Regions from separate parts of the Oryctolagus cuniculus genome. Here region 1 is linked to region 2. Evidence: chromatin contacts called from public Hi-C data. All regions are on one chromosome and are shown on one strand. Each heading gives the region's core, a stretch centred on a gene start, on an enhancer-like site or on the middle of the called end of the contact. The rest is flanking DNA. Distances are from core to core; before and after follow the strand shown.

Region 1 (4,226 bases), core at 1,491-3,990, 410 kb after region 2:
GTCAATGTATATGCGCATTCTGGTCTCATCTCAACTAGAAAAAGATAGCCAAAGAAGGTGAGCTACTACAGGCTTCGAGTTTCCAAAAAAAGCACAAACAGGAATGATTTGCAGAACATGAAGATTATAATCAGACCATCAGTCATGTTTACATGTTAAAATCATGTCTAAAAATTAGAGATGCTCAGCATCAGAGTAGAAAACTTAATTAGAAATGAACTCAAGGATGTTGGTTAAGATTACCCTCGATTCATTCATCCATTAAGTATTTATTTGGAACCTGCTAAGCACTTTCTATGTGCTACGAATATAGCAGAGAATAAGACAAGGTCCTTGCTTTGAGAGTGATTTGGACTTTGTATCTCTCTTAAACCTCCCAAAAGAAACAGACATTAACTGAAGCTAGCATTCAGATCCAACTCTGCCCAATCCTGCAGCTCCCCTTTTCCACGGTGTGGTGCAAATTAACTACAGGCCAACTACCTCCACCTCTCACACCATCTATTGACATTTTTTACAGCTATATCTGCGGTGTGTTCCAAACTTTAAGATCTGTGGCCATTTCAAGACTATAATAAATGTCTCTCTTTTAGCAAATGAATAACCAGGCATGGAATGAGAGGAAATGAGGTATAAAATGAAAAACTTTAACAACTGATGCCTTTAAGTCACCTCTTGACTTCAAGGGAGTTAATAAACAACTAATATGAAATTAACCAGGATAAAAAAAAATCATCAAAAAGCAATAATGCACTTAACTGTGCATGCATATATTAACTGTAATACATGCAACACCACCTGTTAAGTACATAATCCATGCTTACAAGTCTGGGGTTTTCTCACCCTTACCAGTAAGACTTATTTTCTAGCCCCTAGAACCAGAGACCCCTAAAAGTACACACCTGGAAATCATCCCATATAATCTAGCCATTCATTAAATATTTAGACTGCACATTCTGGCAGTACCTGGGCCAGAATTACAGCATTTAAACAAATGACAACTTCTCCTAAAGAAGGTTACAAGGGAGATAACACTGTATATTGTGGTAATTCTAAGAATCATTCTGTTCATCATAAAACCTTTCGCAACCTCCTGCCCACCTCCCACCCCCCCCCAAATATGAAAACAAGGACACAGAGTTCAAACTACTTGAAAATACAGCTTTTCTCTCAGTTGCTAAAAACAGTATTCTCTAAAATCACATAAACATACTCTTCCAGTTCCTAAGTACTTGTAGTCTCTATATATTTGTCTATGATAAAAAATGCAACATTACACTGTCAATAATGAACTAACCATCAAACTAAACCAAAAGCATTATTTCATGCCACAAAAGTTGAAAGTGTGTATTCAGAGGGGAACAAAATCCATTCATCCTGGGTGTTTCCACCCCCCACCCCACCCCCACCCCCGCTGTGTGGACCCTGTGAAGAGTTTACAGTCTCACTGAACTTTACTGCACATTAACCAAGAACACATCAAGAAAGGCCAGGCTTTGATCTCAAATCTAAATTATAAGCCTGTCCCATGACCCAGCAGGTTGTTCAGGCTCCCAAGAGGTCGAGTGCTGGAGTCCAAGACAGTTAACCCAGTGCCTGGTCATATGACAATCTCTGATCATGGGATGGGGACACATGCTTGGAGCTGCCAAGAGAGCTTTCTCATCAGAGAGTGCACACCCACCAGTGGAGCCTCCCCCCAACTAGCTGACGGACAGCTGTCCAAAATAACAGGGAAGACGTGCAAAGAAAACAGAAAAGCCTATCACACTTAAGTGCTTTGGATAATGGGCTCACTCACAAGAACACGAACACACTTACACACACACACATGCCTCTTGAACGAAAGTTTTGAGATCCAAGAAGAAACAGGATTAAGACAAGGTGCCTTGGTGAACGGTGACAAGATTAGAAAGGGGACGTTAGAGGAGAGGCAGAGGGACGGATTTAGGAGCGCTACGACAAACGGGGAGAGAGAAATAAACTCGAGGTGCGGGAGGGGTCTTTATAGGGAAAGACAGGCCTGGGGATACAAAGTCCATGGCTTGAGGACCCTGAAGGCTGCACCTGCTGGAGACTACAGAGAGCGCCGACGCCCCTCGGAAACCGACAGGAGGACGAGATCTCGCCTCCGGACGCTGAAACCGGAGCCCTCGGGGCAGATTCGAGATACCGGCGCCTCGGGGGAGCTGACGGGCTCAGGGACTGGTCCCGGCGCTGCAGGGAGGACGAGCGGCAAAAGCGAGGCGCGCCAGGGCTCCGGGCACTGCGGGCAGGACGAGGGCAAGGCTGGGGGCGCCGTGCGCGTCCTGCGGGGTCTCCCGCGCCGCTACTCACCTCTCCGAACTGGAAGGCGGAGACGATGGTGACAACGACGCCCACGAAACAGACGTAGAGCCCATACCTGTGGGACAGGCAGGTATAGGTCTGTCTCTGCAAGAGCTTGAGCAGCATCCCCTCGGCCGCCGCCACGCCACACCACGCCCGGAGGAGCCACAGCCGCCGCCGCCTCAGCGAGCCGCCATGTAGGGGCCCCGGCCCGGCCGCCGCGCTCAGGTCACAGGCTCCAGCCGCTGCGCATTGCCACTCCAGCGACGGTCGCCTGCTCGGCTCCACGCCGCGGCCGCCGCTTCCGGGAGCCGGGAGCCCACGCCCTCAGCGCGGCGGAGGCGGACCCGTGGCCCGCGAGGCGGCCGGCGCCGCCCGGGTCTGTCCCGGCTGCAGGCTGTGGCGGCGGCGGCGGCGGCGACGGCGGCGGCGGAGTCGCCAGCGCCACCTGGAGGGCGGAGGGGCAGAGGGCAGGCGCGCGCCCTCAAAGTCTGCGCGTGCGCGGCGAGCTCTGCGGGCCGACCTGCCATCTGCGAACCGGCTAGGGCCGGCGCCTGCGTCTAGCCTGTGCCACGGCTGGTACTGTAATAACGTGAGTATTTTGTGCACAATGCCTTTTCTTCAGCTACAATAATTAGGAAATCTTAGCTTTTCGCAGCGCTGGAAGGAGATGCTGTCTGGTGCTCCAACCCCCTCACACATCCGGACCGCGACCCCGACCATTGGGCTTTGCGCCAAAACTAAATTTTATTCACTAATATTCGTTAAATACTATTTCATACCTAGTGCCTGGTATAGTCCTTGGTGTCGGGTATTTGGCTATAGTCCCCGGAGAGAGTAGGGAAGGAAAGAAAACATGAAAACCACCAAATACAAAAACGTAATGGCCGTCATCCTGGCGTGAGGAGAGGGGTGCCAAGGCAGAGAGTGACCAGGGACCCCCACCCCAACACTAGGTTATTTTTAGGAGGTTTTTCCCCGTGGCACCTCGGATTTAGGAGGTGGCTTTTTGTTTGTTTGTTTAATCCCAGTATGTACCACTTCACGTGGGTTTTGTCTTAAATTTGGTTACTCCGGGTAATCATCCATTCATCCAATGTTATCAATTCAAATCATTTTTAGGATTGTCTTTAGAACTGGCTTCAGGAAACACACAAAAATGTGCCCCTTGGAATTAAAGTTCACGTGGAATGAACAGAATTGCAAGAGGAGTTTCTTTTGCTCCAATCCAAGGCAAGCTTTTCACACATTCATGCCTTTTCATCTTTTAGGGAAAGCTGATAGGTTGCTATATGTGCAATGACAAAGGTTGTAGCAGTTGTCCAAGGCACATACGGTCCTGAGGTCTTGGCTACGTGGAACACTGTCTCTCCACAGAACTGTGACGCTGGTGGCCAATGTTGACTTCACTAGTGCTCAGATCAAGGAGGCCTCTCAACAACCTTACAAGGTGGATACCACTGTTATCTGTGTTTTACAGATCAAGAAACCAGGGTCAAAGAGGTTAAGTAACTAGCCTTAGGCAACTAGGAAGGGACACAATTGAGATTTGAACCAGGTGCTTACTTAGGCTCTAGAACAAGGCTAAGACTGGGGGCAGGGGAGATGGGATACAGTGGAGGTGAATTAATGCAAGTGCATGATCAGGTCTTGACTTTGTTTAGAATTTTTATATTTTCTTCACCATAGATATTGTGCAGTAATTTTTTAAAATATTGCATGAAAATGTTATTCCGCTTCAGGATAGGTGTTGTGGTCTAACAAGTTAAGCTGCTTCCTGCAACATAGGCCTCCTGTTTGATGCCAGTTTGAATCCCGGCTGCTCTACTTCTGATCCTGCTCCGTGCTAATGCACTTGGGAAAGATGGCCCAAGTCCCTGGGTCCCTGCCACCCACGG
Region 2 (3,891 bases), core at 1,291-3,790:
TAAGCTATCATCTACTGCCTTCCAGAGTACCCATAAGCAGGAAGCTGGATCAGAAGCAGAGGCAGGTCTTGATCCCAGGCACTCTGATACGGGACGAAGGTGCCTAAGCACCCATTTAACCAACTGTTCCAAAATTTCTCATCCCATGCCAACTTTGCAACAGCTTTAAACATTAAAACCCAATAGCACATCAGGACAGGGATCCTATAATTACATCAAATTACTTCTTGGTTTATGAATAAAATTGTTACCAATACTATATGCACACTAGAAGCTTATAAACCTTAGCAACTTATGAATGTTATTTACTCCAAATAGTTATATTAGATAGAAACCAGAACATCCCTGCAATTAGTTTATGATAGTAACACTTACTAGGAATAGTGGTAACGACTTCTCCAACCTGTAATCTATACAAAATTGTGGTTTTTCCTGCTCCATCTAGTCCCAAAATTAAAATCCTCATTTCCCGGGTTCCAAAAAGACTGGAAAAAATACTTGAGAAAAAGCCACCTAAAAAATAAAAGCAAAACTGTGTTCAATACCATTTTATGCACTCTGTCCACAAAACATTTCATTTTGCCCTTTGAAAGCTACAGACCATGCCAAACAGTGTTACAGTTTCCTGGATGCACAGGTGTTTATTTTTGCTCCCAATGAAGTACATCGTTCAACATCAAACAAGTAATTAGTGTGTATGTAATCAGTATGTCTTAAATACTGCATCAGACAAGCACAGCACATGCAATAAATAAGAGAAACAAGACTGCTGTCTTCATGGGACGCCTTAGTATCATCTCCTCACCACCCCTAAAAACCAAAGGGCCGGTCAATACCAGTGGGACAATTAGGTCCTCCCACGTGGAAACCAATTACTACTGTTTTACAGCAGCAAGACCACCTAAGGACCTCCAATCACTCTCAGCTCTCTGCGAAGCAATCGGTATAACTGCAACCAATATAATCAGCAAAAGGAGCTGACACACGGAAGCCAATAACGACAAAAACTACCTTAACAGAAAACTCCTTTTAAGTAATCTAACACATCATAAAGTACTTCCAGAAAGCACTTGGGCCACAGTCCTTTTCCTAGCGAACGCCAATGGAAAAGGAAAAAAAAAATAAATAAAAGTTAGGTGAACAATATACCGTAACAGCTGACAACGGAAGTGATGCCACACTTCGTTCCTGGACTAAAAGATGGCACAGTTCAAGGAGTCTGGAGAAATGAACACAGCGAGCGCTTGGGAAAGTTCGCCAGAGTAGGCGTGCTTAGCAAAGTCCTCCCTCCCCTTCGAGGCAGGAGAGAGGCAGAAGCGCAAAGCTGCAAGGGTCACTGAAGGCCGGCCACCGCTTGTGATGCTGGGGGGCCGGAAGTACATCCCCCCACCCCGCAGGAAACAGAGGAGGGATTTTAAACAAGCATCTTCATTTTGAAGCGTGGTAACGGGCACCTTCATGTGAGAGGGGAGCGTTACCCGATGCTTGTGACAATGGGCGGCCAAGAATTCAGAGTGACATTTCGTTCACTGCCGAGTAACACCCCTCCCACTGTCTCCATCTTAACTCTGTCATCGACTTGAAAAGCTACAGCGGACAAGCGGACAAATGCCCAGGAGGCTACACCTGCCCTCCGATTTTTCCAACTGACGCAGTTCCATTGCTCTAAGAGACTAAAAAATAAAAATCAACCTGCCACTCCGGGGTCACAGCTCGCCTTTTAGCCAAGAAACCTCAACCGACCTACGACGGACACGCTGCCAGGCTTCGCAAGACCGACTCTGCCCAGCAAGGCGAGCTGGACACCAGGGGAAAGTTCGTGGTCCGGGAGAAGGACTCGGGCCCGGCTCTGCGGACCCTGCGGTCCCCGCTGACCCCGCGAAGCGGGCAGGGAGCGGGGCCGGAGGAGAACGTGAAAGCCAGCTCCACCCCCACAGGTGAAAGCCCACGGAGGGTTTTAAGCACTCAGCGCCCCGCCCCCTGAGAAGCTGGCTACTCGGCTTCCCAGGCCGACCCCTCTCCTCTTCCCGACCCCAGCCCTCAACCGCAGCCCCTTCGAGCGCGCGCCAACCCTTGTCTCCGACTCCTCACCCATGATGAACCGCCTGTCTGTACTCGCCGGTCGTTCGAGACAGGCCCCAGCTTCAGCAGCGACTTCTAGTCCAGCCTCGGCGGCGCCGCCTCCGCTCGCCTGGGCCTCGGTTTGCCGCTCTCAGGCGTTTTCCACGCAAGCCTGCGGCGCCAGGAACTTCCACGTCGGACTCCTGGAGGGGGCGGGCGCAACGGGGCCACCGCGACTGCGCGCCGGCCACGATGGCCTGAGCGTCCGCGTCGTCGCTTTCGACGCAAGGCCTCGGCGCGCTGAGTGTGGATACTGTGAGCGCCAGACGAGGGGAAAAAAAAAATCCGGAGCCTCAATCTTTCCTGTTTCTGTTTCTATGGCAGGAATGGCTTCTGCAATAGAGCAAGTCGGATTTTCAATTTTTTAACTCCGCCACCAAGGCATGGGGAATCGGCCAACCAAGAAATCGAGTCGGGCCTTGAGGAGGAGGGCGCGGGGCGCTAGGGCTGTCTGGCTGCGTCTTGGCCGGGGATCCGGGTCCTGCCCGCGGGGGCTGCTTGCCTAATCCCAGGTGCTGTCCCCTGAAAGGAAATGGCACTATGGAACAATAATGGAAGATGCCCGCGCCACCAGTGCGGAGCAGGCTTGCTCCCGAGGCCGCTCTCTGGACGTTGCCAGCCTGAGTCAGGCCCTTCCCCCCGTGGTCGCACCGACTGCGGGCACCTGAGCACCTTTCCGGGGTCGGCAGCGTGGCCGGGCAGGCCGGGTCTTGTGACTGGGGATTATTCCCATCCGTTGGGAGTAATGTGGGTTTGGACAGTGAAATATATCGGAAGGAATGATAGGGAGAAGGGGTTCCCCTAGGCTTGGGGTTTCTTAAAGTTTGGGAGCGGTGTCTGCAAAGTTCCCGGAGGTACGCAGAAATGTCATAACACCGCTTACCCCTGCCCCCTGTGTTCTCCCCGGAACTGTTAGCGCTTTCTTGGATTTCCTTCCAAATATAACAAGCATAATATGTTTTTATTTATAATAGAGACGAAGTCTACAGAAGCTTATGGGACCCTTTTTTTATTTTGGTTTTGAAGAATTTTTCCAGCTTTATTGAGGTATAGTTGTCAAAAATCGTATTTTTAAGGTGTACGATGTAATATTTTCATGTATGTATGTATTATGAAATGGTCGCGGTCAAGCATTAGTTAGCTTATAGCCTGCATTTGTGAGTGTGAGGGGTAACATTCAAGATCTGCTTTCTTAACAATTTCCAGGTAATCCAGGGTACTTCAGGAAGTTCATGGAAATGGAATTTTAAAAAAATTACACGTTATGCAAACAAATTTTTTGAACCCAACAGTTTTTTTCATGATAGCATTTTCCATGAACTTTTTGAAGACCTGTTGCACAATCCATTTGTATTAACTGTGGTTACCATGCTGTACAATAGAACTCCAGAGCTTGTTAATCCTGGATGAAACTTTGTGCCCTTTTACCAACATATCCCCACCCCCCGCCTGCCCTTGGCAATCACATTGTATCTCTGCTTCTACAGATTCCACTTTTTTAGATTTCATATATAAATGAGTTCATAAAATGTTTGTATTTTTATGCCTGCCTTACTTCATTTAGCATGTCTCCCAGGTTTATACTGTGGAAATATTTGTATTTCTTTGTGTTTTAGGTTGAGTCATATTCCATTGTGGATGTGTGTTTATATTTTATGTGTGGCATGGTTTCTTTATTCACATGTCGGTTCACTCTGAGACTGATTGCATATCTTGGCTACTATGAATATGCAGCAGTGTGAATTTGAATATTGTGAAATGCTACAATGA

What was found. A called contact is a pair of places that touch in the nucleus more often than the background predicts.
Region 1: a contact with region 2 is called in a Hi-C map of embryonic fibroblasts, with 4 times the contacts expected there. The contact joins the promoter of GNPTAB here to the promoter of LOC100338456 in region 2. A contact is called at or near these places in 4 of 6 Hi-C or Micro-C datasets (embryonic fibroblasts, psoas muscle, skin fibroblasts and 1 more).

The regions. Positions count from the first base shown.
Region 1 is chr11:104,816,218-104,820,443 of mOryCun1.1, forward strand. It overlaps GNPTAB (N-acetylglucosamine-1-phosphate transferase subunits alpha and beta), which reads right to left and starts at 2,741. Exons shown (of 21, transcript XM_002711224.5): 1 at 2,338-2,741. The coding sequence starts at 2,454.
Region 2 is chr11:104,410,643-104,414,533 of mOryCun1.1, forward strand. It overlaps LOC100338456 (m7GpppX diphosphatase), which reads left to right and starts at 2,541. Exons shown (of 2, transcript XM_002711291.4): 1 at 2,541-3,168. It overlaps ARL1 (ARF like GTPase 1), which reads right to left and starts at 2,319. Exons shown (of 6, transcript XM_008256964.4): 1 at 2,092-2,319; 2 at 376-513. The coding sequence starts at 2,095.